Regions from separate parts of the Sus scrofa genome. Here region 1 is linked to region 2. A link is a contact called in public HiChIP or PLAC-seq data. All regions are on one chromosome and are shown on one strand. The core of a region is the stretch at or near the end of the contact, and the rest is flanking DNA. Distances in the headings are between cores, read along the strand shown. Region 1 has its middle 73 kb from the start of RUNX1. Region 2 overlaps RUNX1 (runt related transcription factor 1).

What was found. HiChIP or PLAC-seq counts read pairs in DNA pulled down with a chosen protein or histone mark.
Region 1: a contact with region 2 is called in an H3K27ac HiChIP or PLAC-seq map of alveolar macrophages. The contact joins two enhancer-like sites. A contact is called at or near these places in 1 of 47 Hi-C or Micro-C datasets (embryonic fibroblasts) and 1 of 2 datasets of contacts at active chromatin or transcription factors (alveolar macrophages).

Annotation. Positions count from the first base shown.
Region 1 is chr13:198,706,517-198,709,216 of Sscrofa11.1, reverse strand. No RefSeq gene overlaps it. Among named protein-coding and RNA genes, the nearest start is that of RUNX1, 73 kb to the right of the region's middle. Within about 2 kb of position 1,331, at least 2 of the 83 cell types and tissues checked have an H3K27ac peak or open chromatin away from gene starts, as enhancers often do. A contact at or near this core is called in alveolar macrophages, where this site is marked.
Region 2 is chr13:198,487,686-198,490,385 of Sscrofa11.1, reverse strand. The region is part of intron 1 of RUNX1 (runt related transcription factor 1); the gene reads left to right. Among named protein-coding and RNA genes, the nearest start is that of RUNX1, 150 kb to the left of the region's middle. Within about 2 kb of position 1,440, at least 12 of the 83 cell types and tissues checked have an H3K27ac peak or open chromatin away from gene starts, as enhancers often do. A contact at or near this core is called in alveolar macrophages, where this site is marked.

The sequences.
Region 1 (2,700 bases), core at 82-2,581, 220 kb before region 2:
TTCTTTATCCGGAGTTCCCTTCGTGGGGCAGTGGAAATGAATCCAACTAGGAACCATGAGGTGGCAGGTTCAATCCCTGGCCTTGCTCAATGGGTTAAGGATCTGGCGTTGCCCTGAGCTGTGGTGTAGGTCGCAGATGCAGCCTGGATCCTGCATTGCTGTGGCTGTGGTGTAAGCTAGTGGCTACAGCTCCGATCAGACCCCTAGCCTGGGAACTTCCATATGCCTCGGGGCGGGGGGGGTGCTGAATAGACAAAAAGCCAAAAATAACAATAATAAAAAAAATACTCTTTTTCCTTTCTGAAATCATTTCTTTTATATTGTGGAAAAATACAAATAACATAAAATTTATCCTTTGAGACATGTTTCAATGTACAGTAAGTGGCATGAAGTACATTCACATATTTCTTTCTTTACAGTAAAGTTTAGGAGTTCCCATTGTGGCTGGGTGGGTTAAGAACCTGATGCAGTCTCTCTGAAGATGGGGGTTTTATCCCTGGCTTTGCTCAGTGGGTTAAGCATCTGGTGTTACCAGAAGCCATGGCATATGTCTCAGAGGCAGCTCAGATCTGGCATTGCTGTGGCTGTGGCGTAAGCCTGCGGCTATAGCTGATTTGAGCCCTAGCTCGGGAACTTCCGTATGCCTCAGGTGCTGCCATAAAAAGAAGAAAAAAAAAGACTTAGATAAGTGTTAAGAAAGGAAATTGGGAAAGAAAATAAAGTATGGATGCTCTAGAGGAGTCTGGCCTTGTACCTTATGGTCACTGAGTTGGTGACAGGCAGCTAATGGGATGACAGGAGATGGCACAGAAAGTGTTCCAGAAATAGTTGTTCATTTAAATTAAAGTCAACCAAAATTGGAGGGACTTTTCCCCAGGGCTTGAAATTCAACATTTTCATTGAGGCAGCACCTGATGCTTTCTGGAAATAGGTGCACACTTATTTTACAACTCACCGTTGCTTTAATATTACCATGTTACTCAGTCTCGCCCCTTTTTAGATGTGCCAATATTCTTTCTTCTTTCTTATCTATTAGCTCACCAGAGGCCAGGCTGATGCCATGTTCCCACTTGTGAGTGTCAAAAGTAGACAAAATCAATGAATCTCTCAAACGTGGAGGGCTTGAAAAACCACAATGGTGTGTTTCCTGCAATTCATCGTGCCGACAAGCGGGGATTAGGAAAGATGATCACAAAGAAAGTGAGTCAGGGGTGGGGGAGGAACCTGGGAATTAATTTTTGGCCTTTTTCCCTAAGAGCAAACTGGGAAGTGAAATCTCCTATTAGGGTTAGTGATGCTGAAGGTCAGTATGGATTGGGAAAGATGTATGGGGACATCACATGAGGTTCGAGTTAAAGCAGAGTAGGGAATGAGAACTTGCTGGTTCCAAGTGATGGATGACAATGGATGCCAGTTTCCAGAGTGTAATAGATGCTGAAACATGTCATGTCACTCTTGAGGCATGAATGCTTCAGAGCAGATGCTGTCTCTGCAGGAAGGGACCCACCCACCCTGGAGGAAGGAGCCCAGAAGTAAGAACCAGCAGCCCTGACATCAGGCTCGCCTCTGACACTAATTGGTGGGGGAGGCTCAAACAAGGACATAAACTAGGTGGCTCTCGACTCCCCTTAAAACAAGGCATATGGGCGGCCAAGGTAGACTCCAGCTCCTAATCACGATGGAAAACCAGTGCCAGTGACTCTATTTGTCCATATCGGTTACAGCCTAAAACTCTCCAATTGAAAACTTCCTTCCCAAGGCCACCGGGATGAGAAATGAACCCGGGGTCATTTGGGGTTTCACGCCCAGAACTGTCACCTGTCAACAAAGCCCTCGATATCCAGATATTCGGGAGTGCTATGGGAAGTACAAACTTACTTTCAGCTCTTTTAAATCACCTTTTTGATTCTTTACCAACTCTATTCCATATTCACTTTCTAGGTAACCGGTTAATCAAGCCAGAACCAGCAGTAAAGTCACCATATGCAAGGATCCAGTGTCCCACGTGGTCAACCAAATCTGTCTTATCCTTTTATAAGACGTAGAATCCCAGCAGAAAATCTCATGGAGATAAAAAAAAAAAAAAATCCAGCAAGGAAAAAAGTTTTCTTATTCTGGCATGCATTAGTCAGGCAGTTGGTAAAATGTGCAAATACCTCTATGCACAGTAAAGACTACTTAATAAAAACCTTCCCCTGTGCATGTTTATCCTTTAACAGACCTTTAAAAAATAAGTCTCAGTGTGTTTCATTTTTGTCTTTATTTTTTTTCATATTCTGGATACAGGATTCAGCAGCATTCTTGCAACTGGGGGACAGGAATGTGTTCTGTGGGTATTTAGATAAGTTGCCCTGTACCGGACGTGGTATCTTTCTACTATGTAGACGCAGTACACACTCCTTCTATTGTAAATCTCTCTCTGATCTGCACTTTTTGGAATGTTTAGGGAGCAAAACGTCGTGTAAGGGTGCACAATTGCAACAAGTAGTAGATGAGACCATAGAGATCGAATGCACAACAGAATGACTACAGACCACAATCTGGTGCTATAATTACGCCGTGCGATAGAGGTGCTAAATATTGCTACAATGGAAATCATATTACATATAGCAATCATATTACTATATATAAATGTATCGAGTTAACATGTACACTTGAAATGTGCATCATATTATATGTCAAATATATTCAATAAAATAA
Region 2 (2,700 bases), core at 191-2,690:
ACATCCTCATGGATCCTAGTCGGGTTCGCCACCATTGAGCCACAAAGGGAACTCCTATTTTTCTTTCTTTTTTTGTGTGTAATGTAGTACCTCAAAGAGCTCAGAATTCTCTGCATTTGGGGCAGCATGTGAGCTGTATTAAGAAGTTGTCAGAGTTCCCACTGTGGCTCAGCAGGTTAGGAACCTTACTAGTATCCATGAGGATTTGGGTACGATCCCTGGCCTCACTCAGCGGGTTAAGGATCCGGTATGTCCGTGAGCTGTGGTGTAAGTTGAAGACGCAGCTCAGATCTAGCATTGCTGTGGCTGTGGTGTAGGCAGGCAGCTACAGCTCTGAATCAGCCCCTAGCCTGAGAACTTCCATATGCCTTGGGTTCAGCCCTACAAAAAAAAAAAAAAAAAAAAAAAAAGTTGCCTCTGTGCCCAGAGAAGAGGGCAGTGCCACTCTCACCTGTCCCTTATCTCTTCTTTCCTAGTTGATTTTCACAATTGCAGGGTTGGGTTTGACGTGAGACATGCAAAAAAAATGAGAAGGGAGGGGCGATGTTATAAACCCATTTGATGTAATCCAAATGGATTCCATCAGCTTGCTGCATCACGGAGATGAACTTAACATGAGCGAGCATCATTCCTCTGGCAGGGCTGGAGCTCAGTTCCAGAGAGCGTCCGTGTCAAATGAGAGGAGAGCAAGAGTCTTATTAAGGCCCTGGCTGACATCTCACCCCAAAAAGAGAACATAGAAGTTGGCCTGGTGTGCTGTCCACACAGGGAGTCCTGTGAATAGGGCCCCAATGTCAGGCCCAGTCTCAGTGGCCTTTTGCACCATCCAACACAGGCTGGCCATGAGCATTTTTTGCACTGCACCAGGATTGAGGTTTAATTTGTGCAGAAACAACAGGCATAAACTAGTTGTGTAGCTTATCTGTTGCACAATAGCTTAAACAGAGCCAAATTATACTCCTGTCCTCCCAGCAGGCGTGCCCACTAGCGCTGACACACACACACACACACACACACACACACACACAGACCTCGAGAAGATCTATTATAGCAGAAAGATCGATGACTCTGTTCCTCTTTCTTTAGAATTATAAGATAAGCCCTTTACTTGTCCTGAATCTTCGGTCACATTCAATGTATATGCAAAAGTTCAAAGGCTGACTCTGACAAAGGGCGTTTGGAGAAGTACGATAAAATGTGTCTGATAAAACACACACAAAAGACTTTAGCAATAAAGACTTATAAACTGGGAAAGCAGGACTTGGGCAGCGGGTTTGAAACAGTATTATCTACAGCTTCAGCACTGAAAGATAGTGGCCCGGAGCAGGAGGCTTTATCTGGCCTCCACAAGAAGAGAGATTGTACCGCCCCCGAACCACCCTGTCTGCAAAGCCCAGGAAACACCTTGCAGAGGGACTGATGCAACCATCACCACCCTGGCCAGCCCTTGGTGACAGTTAAGAAGTGTCACAACACAGCATTGAGCAACCACCTCATGCATCATCTCGGCCTGGCCTGTGTTTTACGCGACACTTTCCCACTGGAGAGACAAAATGGGACGTTTAGGCTGACATTTTTTTGGTTCTTCCCTTGCTTTCAGTTTAGATCGTCAAAGAGAGGCAAGGGGCATTTTCCCTTCTGCTTTTCCCATACAGTTTGAAACATCCTTTCCCAACTGACGTTTCAGGTAGAGGATTAGTCACAGTCGTTCTTTGCATCTTATTGCATTAATTTCTCGAGAGTTTCAAGGGGTTCTCCGTACCTCTCCTGGGAGATTCATGACTCAGTCCCCGCAGTTTCTTCAAAGCTGGAGTTTAATTTATGTGATTGCAATTGGAAAGCCACTTTGAAAGGGGAGAAATCAACTTAGTTTTTCGTGAGTTCTAAATTTTCTGTAAATAAAATTTCACAAGTCTATCCCTCTTAAAAAAAAAAAAAAAAAGTAGCAACACAGCTGTTGATAGAGTAGCAGGTTTGGGTGCATGGCAGTAATGCACAGGTCAGGGGTTCCCCAGATCAGCTGCTATTGAGGGACCTGGGGAAAAAAACACTCATTTTTTTTTTTTGGAACTTCCCTTTCCCTCTATAAATGCACAGATTATACAAAGTGTCTGCTTAGACACTTCTTACTTCCCAAAATAATCGGATGTCATTCCACAGAAGGGTGGCCCTCAAAATAGTTCCACTCTTGGAGTTCCTGTTGTGGCACAGCAGAAATAAATCCAACTAGGAACCATGAGGTTGCAGGTTAAATCCCTGGCCCTGCTCAGTAGGTTAAAGATCTGGCATTGCCGTGAGCTCTGGTCTAGGTTGCAGACCCATCTCAGATCCTGCATTGCTGTGACTGTGGTGTAAGCCAGCAGCTGTAGCTCTGATTTGACCTCTAGCCCGGGAACCTCCATATGCTGAGGGCGTGGCCCTAAAAAAGAAAAGAAAAAAAAAAGTTCCACTCTGATTTGTTTTATAATAATCCTTCACCACTGATAGCTGTGCCTGGCTTTTCCAAGTGCTTCAGCGGCAATGGTTGAGTGTGGTCTTGTCTCTGTACGACTGGATCACTTTGTTGTACCGCAGAAATTTATCATAGCCTTGTAAATTAACTATACTTCAACAAAATTTTTAAAAATACAAAAAATAAAGACTTTAAAGATGTGAAAAAAAAATAATGTGGTCTTCTGAATAACCTGCTGACAACATCAG